3 separate regions of the Mus musculus genome follow, and regions 2 and 3 are each linked to region 1. Evidence: chromatin contacts called from public HiChIP or PLAC-seq data. All regions are on one chromosome and are shown on one strand. Each heading gives the region's core, a stretch centred on a gene start, on an enhancer-like site or on the middle of the called end of the contact. The rest is flanking DNA. Distances are from core to core; before and after follow the strand shown. Region 1 has its middle 60 kb from the start of Fam20c. Region 2 holds the start of Gal3st4 (galactose-3-O-sulfotransferase 4). Region 3 overlaps Prkar1b (protein kinase, cAMP dependent regulatory, type I beta).

Region 1 (4,233 bases), core at 1,060-3,559:
TTTCAGAGAACCCCTTCCAGATCAGCGCTATGTGTCTGGGTTTGAACTGTCTGAGGCAGGCCCCAGGAAAGCCCCAGGGTAAAAGCAATAAGGGAAGCAGAAGTCAGGGATGAATCCCGTGTTCTTCCAACTAGCTGCCCTCAGAAGCCCAGGTCTCTCTGTGGCAGATGCAAGCCTGGACCTGCCTGTCTGAATAATCCAAATAAACAAGTCTTCAGTCACACATTCATATTATGAACACGGTGACAGGGGCGGCCCGTACTTTGGAGGAGTGAACCAGCAAGGACATGAGTCTCTAGAATAGACATCCTTCCAGGGAGACCGACTCTAGAACCTCTCATGGTTCCAGGAACCACTGTGCCTGAAGGGTCATTTGGAGAGTGGGAGCCTGCATGTGGTCTCTGACATATCTGGGTTCTGAAGGTATGTCTCTGTTTCAAGCAACTCAAGAATATTTATGTGACATCAACTTCAGTTAGCCTTCTAAAACTCTTTTACCCTGTGGCAAGTTTTGTTGAGAAAGGGTATAATGTAGCTCAAAAAGACCTTGAGTTCCTGATCCTCCTGCCTCCACCTCTAAGTTCTAGGATTACTGGGGCTACAACTGTCGAATCTAGAGCCCCTGTTCTGGTATCCGAATGTTTGACTCTGCCACACCCTCTAAGGCATGACACTTCTGGGGGGTGGGTGTAAGCAGGTCATCCAACAGTGTCTTGATGTGTGTGCATATGCTGACATACCATTGCGGGGATGCTGGACTGAAGATAACCCGTGTTCTCCCTTTGCAGAGACAAGGATGCTCTCTACTTGTGGCTGTTCTTGGTTGTCAAATTTGACCGTGTCTGGAATTAACTTAAACCCAAATGGCTGGGTACACCTGTGAGGGATTTTTCTTAATTAAATCATCTGAAGTAGAAAGACCCACCTTTACACTGAATCTTTTGGGTGAGAAGATCCGACTTGAATGCGGGCCATTCCTTCTCCTGGCAGCCTGTAAAAGGGACATAGAAGAAGGAAGCTCCTGCTCTTTGCCTGCTTGCCCTCGCTCTTGCTGGAAAGTCCATCCCTTCGCTGGCGTTAGAGCCTATTTCTCCAGGATTCTGGTGACCAGCTGAGAAATCTAGCCTCATGGACTGAACAAGTACAGGAGGGCTCTTAGACTTTCCCTTAGTAGACTATCATTGTTGGACTAGGTGGCCCACAGACCGCAAGCTACCTCAATAAACTCACTTACTTCATTCATATATATATGTATATATATATGTATATATATATATATATCTCCTTGACCAGTATACTATACTATTGAATGCCAGTTAGACGGGATCTAGAATCACCTTGAAGAAAAACCTCTGGGTATGTTTATGAAGAAGTTTCTAGATTGAGTTAGTTGAGGTAAGTGAGATCTCTCTAAAAATGAAGCAGCATCCCTGGGGCCCAGGAATGCCCCGAGACTGTGTTGCTTAGGCCAGGAGAAGTTGGTCCCTTTATAGCTAGTAAGGTGAAGCCAGAGGCAAGGGGCAACTGAGCAATGTTCATCCCCAGAGATGAGAGAGTGATGGCAGTTCGAGGCAGACTCATAATGGGTATCCAGTTCTACTATGGAGAACTGGAATGGCCTCCAAAGAAGAGAATCAGTTCCAGGTTTTGGTCTAAGTTATGGGTCAGAGACACAGGTGGCAGCTCAGTTTTTCTTAAGGATCCCTGCAAATGGCCAGCTGAAGAAGGGGCATGGGTCCCATTTCTGTTGTCCACAGATTGAATAGGTTTGAATGAAGGCAGGTTTACTAGGCTGGGGATGTAGGTCAGTTGGTTGGGTGCTTGCCTAACATACACAGAACCCTGGCTTGCATCTTCAGCAGAAGACAAATCGAGTGTGGTTACTGCCAACATTCAGGAAGTGGGTACAGGAAAATCAGCAGTTCAAGGTCATCCTTCCATATATATGGAGTCAGAGGATCGTCTGAATTACAAGAGACCCTGTCTCAAAAACAAGTGGATGAGTGAATGAATGAATGGGTCAATAAGTAGGTTTATTTTCGTCCTGGCTTTGTTACAAGATTAAGAGTAGCATTTTCTGGTGTCAATATGGAGTCCCAAGATGGTGCACATGGTCAAATGGTGCAAAACACCCTGTGTGGATATGTGTGTGCATACACGAATATGCACTCCTTCTGTCTCTCTAGGTTCCTATAAAGCTAGGAGGATTCATGCCTGAGGCTCCTCCCAATGACAACATCAAATCCTACTCTACTCTCAAGGCCCCACCTCTAACCACTAAAATGGGATTAAGTTGGCTCCCAGAGAGTTGTGTCTCACAGCTGGGGGTTAATTTCACCACAGGAAGTCTGGGGGAAAATCCCTAGCCTTAGTGGATAGTCACTTTACTGGCCAATAATTCTGAGTTCTGCCCATCCCTCCTATTCCTTTTCACTGCACCATTTGAAATTTTGAAACACACATAAAAAAGCAAACAAACAGAGCAAAAAGAGACACAAACCAGGCCCACCACACAGGAAGCTCAAAACTGCTGAGTAATCACGGAGACCACAGGGGTGTTTCCAGGGAGCCGAGCAGATGGCCGTGGGTGGCTGGGTGGCTAGGGAACAACACTTCCTGCCTGCTCCACAGAGGCACCAGGTCACCTGGGGACACTGTCTGGGTGTGTCTCTCCTGGACCAGTTCAGTCTTGAAATCCATGCTTGTCCAGGATCCCAGGACTTGCAGGGTAAAGAGGGGCAGAAGGGAGGTTGGTTGTGGTTGGAAGTGACCATGACCCTCCAACAAGGCCACATGGTCAGGTGGCAGAAGGAGAGTGCCTGCCACGTTATGGAATCTACACAGTTCAATCCACACTGGAAGGCAGCTAAGGCCCTGAGTACATAGTCTTCTGTGACAGACAGCCCAGGAGTCCAAGCAGCTGTTGCCTTTGCCTGGCAGAGCTGTTACTTTCTTGGCTAACACTGGGTAGGATTTTTGTGTCTTTCACATGCCATTGAGACAGAGACTAATGCAAGCCTAGATCTAGCAACAGCCCAGGAATGAACTCCCTCCCCCCCACCTCCCTGAAGGAAAAGCTGAGCCTTTGTTTGGAGACAGTCACACCCTCACACCCTCCAGAGGAAAGAATGATGTCCCCAGACTAGGTGGAGATGCAGCAGGGAGTGGGTGAGCTCTGTCAGGGTTTAAAGGTTCAACGGGCCACACAAGCTGTTTTGGAGAATAACAAGGGGAGTTGTCCCTTCTCAGACATGAACATAGCATGAGGCTGTCATGTGACAGAGATACCACTGTGAGACTCATCAGTGACATCAGTGAAAAAACACAGGCCACAGTAGTCTCACGGGCTCCTCCAGTTGATGAGAGTATTGACGGCAATTAGTAGAGATTGATTCAATCAATGATGTGGAATTGAGACGTTGTGCAGAAATCACTTTCCTCTTACTGACTCCCAAATAGCTTTGATTGGAAAATAACATAAAGACTGTCTTAGGGTTTCCAATGCTGTGAAGAGACACCATAGCCAAGGCAAGTTTTATAAAGGAAAACATTTAATTGGGGCTGGCTTACAGTTTCAGAAGTTTAGTTCATTATCATCATGGTGGGAAGCATGGCAACATCCAGGCAGACCTGGTGCTGGAGGAGCCAAGAATTCTACATCTTGATTCAAAGGCAGCCAGGGGGGGACAGGAATTCCACACAGGGCAGAACTAGAGAGTAGAGATGCCAAAGGCCATTCCCCCAGTGACATTTCCCCCAACAAGGTCACACCTACTCCAACAAGGCCACACCTCCTAATAGTGCCACTCCCCATGGGCCAAGCATTCAAACACATGAGTCTATGGGGTGGGAGGTTTCAAATCTATTCAAACCACCACAAAGACTAAGAGTCAGGCTGATGGTGCACACCTCAGCTCTCTAAAGGTGGGGACTGGAGGATCAGGAGTTCAAAGCCATTCTTGGCTACTGTGGTGGTTTGAATATGTTTGGCCCAGGAAGTGACACTATTAGGAAGTATGGCCTTGTTGGAGTAGGTGTGGCCTTGTTGGAGGAAGTGTGTCATTGTGGGCATGGGCTTTAAAACCCTCCTCCTAGCTTCCTGGAAGCCAGTCAACTCCTAATAGCTTTCAGATGAACTCTCAGCTCCTTTTGTATCATGCCTGACTGGATGTAACTTCTGGCCTCCACATGAGCACACACAGATGATCACATCTGCACATATGCATGCATAAA
Region 2 (4,233 bases), core at 593-3,092, 420 kb after region 1:
TGCTTATGGTTTATCTCAGTTTCCATTTGAAATCTCTTGCTCTTCCTTCCTACCATCTACCTCTGATCCTCTCCATCTACACAGATGAAGATGCCAGTGGCTCTGGAGGGGGACAGCAGTATGCAGACGACTGGAAAGCTGGGGCAGTGCCTGTGGTTCCCCCAGCCAGGCCTCCAAGGCCACCTCGTCCTCCTCGAAGGGACGGTCTTGGAGTGAGAGGAGGAAGTGGCAGTGCCAGATACAACCAGGGCCGAAGCAGGAATCTGGGGTCATCTGTTGGCCTCCATACCCCACTTGTCCTCCTCCTCCTTCCCTCAGCCCTGACCCTGCTTGTACTTCGATAACGAGGGAGGGGCGCCCTAGCATCAAAAGGCTTAGTGGCTCTTTTTCTTCCACCTCCCTCAGCCAGGCATGAGGAGGAGTGGAAGGGGGCTACAGAGAGGGCAGAAAGGGACTTTGTGGGTGAATGGCTGGGGCCCCAAATCCAGGAGTTTCCAATTAATGGGGTGGGAGGTAGATGGGTTTCATAATATTTATTTTTTCATTTGGGAACTGGGGATATTTATTTAGGAAGGATGGTTCAGCTCTTTTAAATCTTTGGGCTCACTGATGGGGTGGGGGGTGGGACACGGGGTTGAAGGAACTTGAAAGTGGGGAGGAATGGTACTATTGGCATGGGGGTACCTGGTATTGAAAATGGACACATAAACTAGCTGAGAGTGATGTCACTTGCCTGTAAACCCATTATTCTTTGGGATGCTGAGGCAGGAGGATTGAGAGTTAGGGACTAATAAAGCTAGGTGCTGACAGTAGAACAGGAAGGAGGGTAGAACCTGAGTTTTGTTGCCTCTTTTAAAATCATCTGCTTCTTAAGTATGGGGCGGGGGGAGGGACCCATCTAGCGACCTTTGCCATCCACATCCATCACAAACTTCCACTTCATATTTCAGTGTTCATATCAGTGTCTATTGGTAAATAAAGAATTTATTGGACCACGTGTATGGCTCTCTGTGTGTGTATGTGTGTGTGTGTGTGTGTGTTTGCGTGCCCGCACACACTCCCAGAGACCAGAGGAGGACGTGTTTTGCTATATCTCTCTGCCTTATTCCCTGGAGAGACTGGCATTCTGGCTAAAGCGGATGCTAGGCTGGCAGCCAGAACGCTCCAGTGATCCTTTTATCCTCCCATATCACTGGAATCACAGGGAAGATGTGCTTGTGACCGAGCCCAGTGTCTTTACATGGCTATAAGGGATCTGAACTTGGGTCCGCACGCGTGTGCAACAAGTGCTTTTCCTCCAGTCTATGTTTCCCTGGGCATCTGTAACTGGCCCAATTTCTACCTGCTTCTTGCCTCTTGGAGTCTGTCACTTGGGAGCAAGCAGCTCTAAAGAACAACCCCGTATTTCCCAAGCCTGAGGTCTGAGTATCTTAATATATTAAAAAACAATTTGGAGATCAAACAAATTACATGAGGAAGTCCCTGTAAAATGTGCAGAACACCAGGCCTCCTTAGATTACACACCACTGCTCCTGCCTTCAGGGCAAGAGCTGCTCTTCTTGGCAGCCTCTCTGTCTCTCTCCCTGTCTCTTCACCTGAATAAATCTCTTGTTTTGTGGAAAGCCAAAAGAAAAAGATGTAATTGATTCCTACTTGAAAGGAGGGTAGAAGTGACATCTTTCAAAGGCAGTCTAGGCGATCTTTCCCCAGCGGACTGGTAAAGGGGCAGGGAGGGGAAGAGACCCAGAGAGACTGATCAATGCCCAAGCAAGCAAGTGGCTGCTTGGACCGGCGGGACAAAGGGAGGAGAGGGGGAGGAGTCTGGGTGCTGAGAAAAGTTTGTGGGGCAAGTTGATCCAAGGAGCCGGGCGGTGGCTGGGGAGCCTGACCTGGTTTTTTCTGACTGCTCTCCTTATGGCCTGGTGAGTGCCTAAAGAAGCTGAGGCTGGAACCGGTGGAGGGACCTTTGAATTTCTGGAAGGAGACTTGAGGGGTTCACAGAAGACCCTTAACAAAGGACTGAAGACAGATGCAGCACTCACCAAAACTTCAGAGGGAGAGCTGGGATGAGGAGCTCGAGGTGGATGGTAGGATATCGAGTTTAGCCCGGATAGAGGAGTGAGTTCTCGGCTGAATCCTAGGGGCTGTGCTCCGGGGAGGGAGTTAGGGAGGGAGCTAGGGATACTGCCAGAAGGAGGCGGACCTCTGGATAGCAAGCTTGGATTCTTTCCGTTTGGGTCAGCCTGGCTAGTTCTGGAAAGGAGGCTGTTTAAGAATGTCGGGAGGACCTTGATCTTTGATTATAGGGTGTGATCTGAAAAAAGGGAGTTATACTCCAAATTGATCAGGAAGCTTAAGGCCGGAAAAGAAGAATCAATTAATCAAAACCCCCCTCCTTTTCTGCTTGCCGCCTGTGCTGGTAACTAGGATTATGAAGTGAGATGGGGTGTATATGGGGACTCTGTAGACCCACATCTCCATCAGCCCCTTTTAGTCCTTAGGGTCTTCCATGTACTGAGCAGGTAGCAGCCTTGCCAGCAGGAACAGTGGCTCACCACGCACTCCTCTAAGTCCACCGCCCCCGTCCCTCCTGGGTTACCCAACCTGTTCCTATCTGGTCCTCCATTCCTTCCTAAAGTTTCTCCCTGTACTAGCTACAGAAGAAGGGGGGCTCTTCATTCCTATTTGTGATTGACAGAGAGACTCAGAAGGCAGCCAGGACCAGGCTTGACAGTGAGTCCAGGTTATCATCATGAGCCAACAGGTTCAATCTCATTTACTGTCTGTTTCATTTGAGATCTGGGTCCTGGCTTTATCTCCTTCCCTGTTAAATGTCCAGTGCTTAAAGGGGGGTGAGTACAATTGAAGAGCCAGGAAGTGGCAGTGGACAAACAAGGTTGGCAGCAAAAGGAAGAGATGCCAGGTTATCTACAAGGTTCCAGTATAAAGAAGGTATACACACACACACACACACACACCAGGCTACTCCCCATCCCTGCCTCAGGTCTAAGAAGAAAAGCTCCTTAGACTCCTCTCCTTCCCCCTCATTTCCCTTCTAGACGCTGACAGAGGCAAAATTCTGCTAACTCAGGGGGCAGACTCAACCAGGGCTGCAAGGAGGCCTGGGGAATGATCCCCTGATCTCCAAAAGGTGCCTTCCACGGCTGTACAGCCATCTCCAGCTCTCTCTGCCACTCATGGCTCTTGGCCCTGGCTCTGTCCCCATTTAATGTCACTTCCCTTGTGACACATGGGCCCTCTGTCTCCTGCCAGGACCATGAGGCTCTGGAGGCCTCGGAGCCTGGGGGTGGCTCTGGGAGTCTTCATGACCATTGGATTTGGCCTCCAGTTCCTGGGGGGATCATTCCAGAGGAGGTGAGTCCCTAGCCTGTCCTACCTCTCTGACTATAAACCCCACCCCCACAACCTACTTTTCCTTGATCCTACCTGGGAATGTGACTCTTGGGGGTAAATCCTCAGGGGTGGGGGTGGGCGTTCCTACTGTCTATTCATTACAAGGACCCACCTGCTCCACACAATGCTAAGGGACAGGACATTTCCCTCCCTATCTTTTTTTTCCAGACTACCTGGACTGCAGCTCCGACAGTCCTGGGTCCCTTCACTGGGATCAACTGTTAAGTCTTGCCTACCCCGACAGCGACTTGTGTTCTTGAAGACACACAAATCTGGGAGCAGCTCTGTGCTCAATCTCCTTCATCGCTATGGGGACCAGCAGGGGCTACGTTTTGCCCTGCCTGCCCACTACCAGTTTGGCTACCCAAAGCTTTTCCAGGCTTCTAAGGTCAAAGGCTACCATCCCCAGAGTGCGGATACTCAGAAGCCTTTCCATATCCTCTGCCATCACATGAGATTCAACCTCAAAGAGGTGAGGAGGTCTAGCGAGGGCAGGCTAGGGAAGAGAATGCCTCAGGCCTGTGGCCAAGATCTGGAAGAGAGGGGTTCCATGCCATGGTTTGGGGGTTCACTCAAAAGTTGGACCCTGGGGCATAAAGGTGAGGTCTCCTATTGCTCTTCCTACAAATGTCCTTTCTCTGGGGCAGGTGTGGTGTTGGGAGCCAGGGTCTTCTCTTAACTGGGATTTGTGTGTGGAGGGTACAAGTGCTTATGGAAGCCAGAGGTCAATCCCACATGTGTTTCTCAGTCACTCTACATCTTAGTTTTTGAGACAGGGTCTCTCACTGAACCTGGAACTTGCTCATTCAGCTAGACTGA
Region 3 (4,233 bases), core at 1,174-3,673, 390 kb before region 1:
TCTGGCTAGAGGTGGCTATACCATACTTGATGGGGACAGAACCAGGTAAAAGCCAGGTGCTGCAAGGCCCTGCCCAACTACTGACTGAAACCTGCCAGATGGCATCAGTGGCCTCCAAGCAGCCACAAAGCCTGTGGGGCACTCTCTGTCTGGTCCCCTGCCGTGGTGACTCAAGATAGGCTGTATGACTATGGCATATAGCTGGCAGCACAGTGGCGCATTGACGAGCTGACCTGTGTGATGACATAAAGGCAGAACAGGACTTTGCAGACTGAGGGAAGGGACCATGGGGAGGGGGAGGAGCAAAAGAAGATAGTATGGTGGAGGGGAGAAAGACAAAATACCACATTTTCTCTCATATACAAAGTCTAAATATACATGACATGAAGGCAGAAGGGAGACTATTGGGGAGGCAAGTTGTGGGGAAGGAGGTATAGGAGAAGAGTGAACAATTATATATATATATATATATATATATATATATATATACACATATATATATACACACATACATATATATATACACACATACATACATATATACATACATATATATATATTTAAAAGTGTTAGCATGAGCCCATTGTTTTATATGCTAATTCAGAAGTTATTCACAACTAGTGCTACAAAAATGATTGAAATCAACGTAAAGATATGCATTGCCATTTAGTATGTTTCCAAACAGTTGACAGTATATGCTTTTTAAATCTAATAATTATTTATCTAGGATGGAGACATGGCTCAGCAGGTAAAGGCGTTCACTGCCAAGCCTGGTGCCTAGAGTTGGAGTCTATCCATGTGGTAAAGGGAGAGATCTGACCCCATGGGTTGTCTTCGGACCTCCACAGATGCACACACACATGCACAGATAAATAAAATCTAAAAGAAGAGATTTAAATTTCAGCATATTCTCTTTTTGTTGATTGTGGGCTAGTGCCTTAAAAAGTCTGAAAATTTTTAATCTGAGAGGTTTCTGTTACTAGGAGAACATTCTGAGATTCCTTTACAGGGAAAAATGAGCGAGAAGATCATTTTACATGAGGATGCGCTGTGTATTGGGGGCGGTGGTGGTTAGAAAGGAAGCTGTGTACAAGCCCCAGCTTTTGTGCATTTCTCTCTGTACCAGTGCATTCTCAGTGACTGGTGCAGACCTACGATTCCTGGGTTTTAAGCAGCACAGCAATGTGGTAGTTAAAATGTCAGTTTACAAGTCTGTGAATTATTTCTCTTTGTAGCTTGTAATAGGGTGTTTGAGATGGTCTCTTAAAAGCATGTGAGGGAGCATAGAGTTTAAGAAAAATAGACAAAACATGGTAGCCATGCCTGTTACTTGGAAGGGTGAGACAGGGGCATTGCTCCCAGTCAAGGACCAGTCTGAGCTACATAGCAAGACCCTGTCTCACAAAAAAAAAAAAAAAAAAAAAAAAAAAAAAAAAAAAAAGGAAAAAAAAAGAAGAAGAAGAAAGAGGGAAGAAAAGAGAGAGGGAGATAAAGAGGAAGAGGGGGAGGGAGGGAGTAAGAGGAAAAGAGGGAGAAAATTTTGTGGGTATCTGTGGGAGCAGGATTGTGGGTAACAGGTATTAATGATTGTCACCATGGGAGTCATCAGGGACCTGGATCATAGAAGACACAGATGAAGGAGGGATGGGACAGGACAGGACAGGACAGGAGGCCATGGGGGACATGGGAGCTAGCAGGCTAGTCTTGCTTCAGTGGGTTGAGTCAGGATGGTTTATAAACTGACTGACAGTTTTGCTGCTAGGGCGGTGTTGACAGAGCCTGAGGCTTGAGTCACAGCAGCCTCTAGCATAGAGATGTGGGGGAGAGGGGGCAGGCAGACAGGTTTTGGCCACACAAACCTGGATGTGCTGCTGGACACTGGAGAGAGGAGCTGGGTAGTCAGGTGTGTGGCCCCAGATGAGTGACTGGCTACACCAGGTTTCTCTCATTGTCCCAGTTGTGTGCATCCCTGGTCTCCTGTTGTGCTTCAAACCTTTGGAGACACAGAGGCACCCCGCTGAGCATGCGCTGCCCTCCAGACACACTGCCACCTCACTGCCTTGCCCTGCCTGTGCTAATGACCTCAGGGGCCAACTTTCTTCCACACCGATCCAAAGCCTTCGTTCTAATTTACTTTGCTTAGCATGATTCGGTTTTAATTACCTATGTGGTAATGGCCGCAGTCAGGGTTTTGAATCAAAGTGTCTCTCTGAGCAGTTTCCTCCCTGAGAAGTTTTGGTGGCCCGTGGTAAGCCTGTACAACAGAAGACACTTCCAAAGTGACACTTTCATGGAGATCAAGGTTTAATTGTGTGGAAATGATGGTGAGCTGGCAAAATGGCAGGCTCACTCAAGGAACGTGGCCATGCTTCCTTTTCTCTTTGCAGTAATTTTATAGCCACCATTAGCATGAGTCCACAAGGACGGTGACTCAGTGTCCTGCCTGCCACCTTGAACCACTCGCTACTGGACTGGAGGGACAAAGGTCCTCATTCCTTTGCTTCTCTGGATGGGAGACTCACACCCCACCACTGTTCTGCATTGTGGGGTGTCCAGGAAATGACGGGAATGTGCAGAGCCACACGTGCTCACCTGCCCGTCCCTGTCACTTCGTCACTGACCTGTGAGTGCTGGAAAGGTTTGTTCCAGCCTTTGGGTCACTGAAGTAGGTCCTGCCCCAGGTCAGTATAAAACAGTTCTCGCTTCAAAGAGAATAAGGCTGGGGAGATGAGTCAGTGGATAAAGTGCCTGCGGTGTATTCATAAGGACCCGAGTTTGGATCCCATGTACTGCATAAAGGCTAGGTGTGTTGATGTCTGTAACCGTGACACCGTGTGTGTGTGTGTGTGTGTGTGTGTGTGTGTGTGTGTGTAGGGGCTGCAGGAGGCAGAGTGAAATCTGTTCCAGGTTCAATGAGAGACCTTATCTCAAAGTAAGGTGGTGAGCAATTGAAGGAGACATTTGACATCGACCTCTGGCCTGCCCATGCCTGCCCATGTCACAAAAGCACATACCATGCAAACACAGACTTATTGCACACATGCCCCCCACCCCATGCACACACATTACAGGAATAATAAGTTTATCCTGAACCAAATTTGAGTGACCATGACTTGAAAATACAGATGCAAGTTGCCTTGAGCAATGTGTTCCAACATGGAAATGGTTTTGGCACATTTTCTAAGTCATACATCAGGGCTTTTTCGAGTACAGCGCTGGGAGCATCAGACATGCACGTTACAGGAACGTGATGACATTGTTAGATTTCCCTTTGGTGGAATCTGTGATCTAAATCAATACATTCCGATGGGTTTCCCTGATAGTCAGAAGGATGTGGGGTCAGATGTGGAGGTGGGCAGTTCCCTGCTGTGAAAGGAGCTGAGTAGCCCAGGATCCAGCTCTGGATCTAAGACATCTCGGCTCACCACACGCATGCATTTCTTCCTCATCAGTGAGTCTGCAGGAGTTTCAAAAATGGGTGTGGCTTTCCCCAGGGACTGTGGTTCACACTGTACCCTCTAAGGTATTCGCCAGACAGCCACTGTGCGTGGCTGGGGGCACGGAAGGAAGGCATCCTGTGTTCTCTCCATCCTTTCAGTTGTGTGGAACGGGGTGGGAAGTCATACACAGGTTCTTCTTTTTATTTTTAGTTTAGGCAGGTTGATGTTTTGCCTGCATGTGTGTCTGTGCACATGCGTGCAGTGCTAGAGTGGACCAGAAGAGGGCAGTCTATCCACTTGCACTGGAGATGGGTGTGAGCTGTCATGTGGGCACTGGAAACTGAACCCAGGTCCTCTGCAAGAGCAACAGTGCCCTTAACCACTGAGATATCTTTCACCAGCACCCTGCCATACTTTTGTTGTTGTTGTTTGTTTTTGAGACAGTGTCTAACTATGTAGCCCAGGTGAGGTTGGAACTCTATGTAGCACAGATCTCTTGGTTCTTTTGCCTCAGCTTCCAGAGTGCTAAGATTACAGACTTCCCAAATACCTGGATCAGTATCTTTCCCTCTCCCTCTCCCTCCCCCTCCCCCTCCCCCTCCCCCTCTCCCTCCCCCTCCCCCTCCCCCTCTCCCTCCCCCTCCCCCTCCCCCTCTCCCTCTCCCTCTCCCTCCTCCTCCCCCTCCCCCTCTCCCTCTCCCTCTCCCCCCTCCCTCCTTCCCTTGACCCAGCCATCCTTCCTTCTTCCTTTCTTTTAACCAATAGAGATTAAAATCTCATTATCAGTGTGTGT

Evidence for each region. HiChIP or PLAC-seq counts read pairs in DNA pulled down with a chosen protein or histone mark.
Region 2: a contact with region 1 is called in an H3K27ac HiChIP or PLAC-seq map of embryonic stem cells, with 3 times the contacts expected there. The contact joins the promoter of Gal3st4 here to the enhancer-like site in region 1. A contact is called at or near these places in 5 of 39 promoter capture datasets (cranial neural crest, embryonic stem cells, liver and 1 more), 11 of 115 datasets of contacts at active chromatin or transcription factors (acute myeloid leukemia, astrocytes, embryonic forebrain and 7 more) and 2 of 9 other capture datasets (adipose tissue and liver).
Region 3: a contact with region 1 is called in a FOXA1 HiChIP or PLAC-seq map of pancreatic cancer cells. The contact joins two enhancer-like sites. A contact is called at or near these places in 2 of 115 datasets of contacts at active chromatin or transcription factors (embryonic stem cells and pancreatic cancer cells).

What each region holds. Positions count from the first base shown.
Region 1 is chr5:138,693,012-138,697,244 of GRCm38.p6, reverse strand. No RefSeq gene overlaps it. Among named protein-coding and RNA genes, the nearest start is that of Fam20c, 60 kb to the left of the region's middle. Within about 2 kb of position 2,309, at least 98 of the 459 cell types and tissues checked have an H3K27ac peak or open chromatin away from gene starts, as enhancers often do. A contact at or near this core is called in acute myeloid leukemia, embryonic stem cells and pancreatic cancer cells, where this site is marked.
Region 2 is chr5:138,270,421-138,274,653 of GRCm38.p6, reverse strand. It overlaps Gal3st4 (galactose-3-O-sulfotransferase 4), which reads left to right and starts at 1,842. Exons shown (of 4, transcript NM_001347507.1): 1 at 1,842-1,922; 2 at 3,274-3,375; 3 at 3,583-3,886. The coding sequence starts at 1,915. It overlaps Gpc2 (glypican 2 (cerebroglycan)), which reads left to right. Exons shown (of 10, transcript NM_172412.2): 10 at 85-994. The coding sequence ends at 344. It also overlaps a transcript of Stag3 not described here.
Region 3 is chr5:139,087,846-139,092,078 of GRCm38.p6, reverse strand. The region is part of intron 4 of Prkar1b (protein kinase, cAMP dependent regulatory, type I beta); the gene reads left to right. Among named protein-coding and RNA genes, the nearest start is that of Prkar1b, 40 kb to the left of the region's middle. Within about 2 kb of position 2,423, at least 7 of the 459 cell types and tissues checked have an H3K27ac peak or open chromatin away from gene starts, as enhancers often do. A contact at or near this core is called in pancreatic cancer cells, where this site is marked.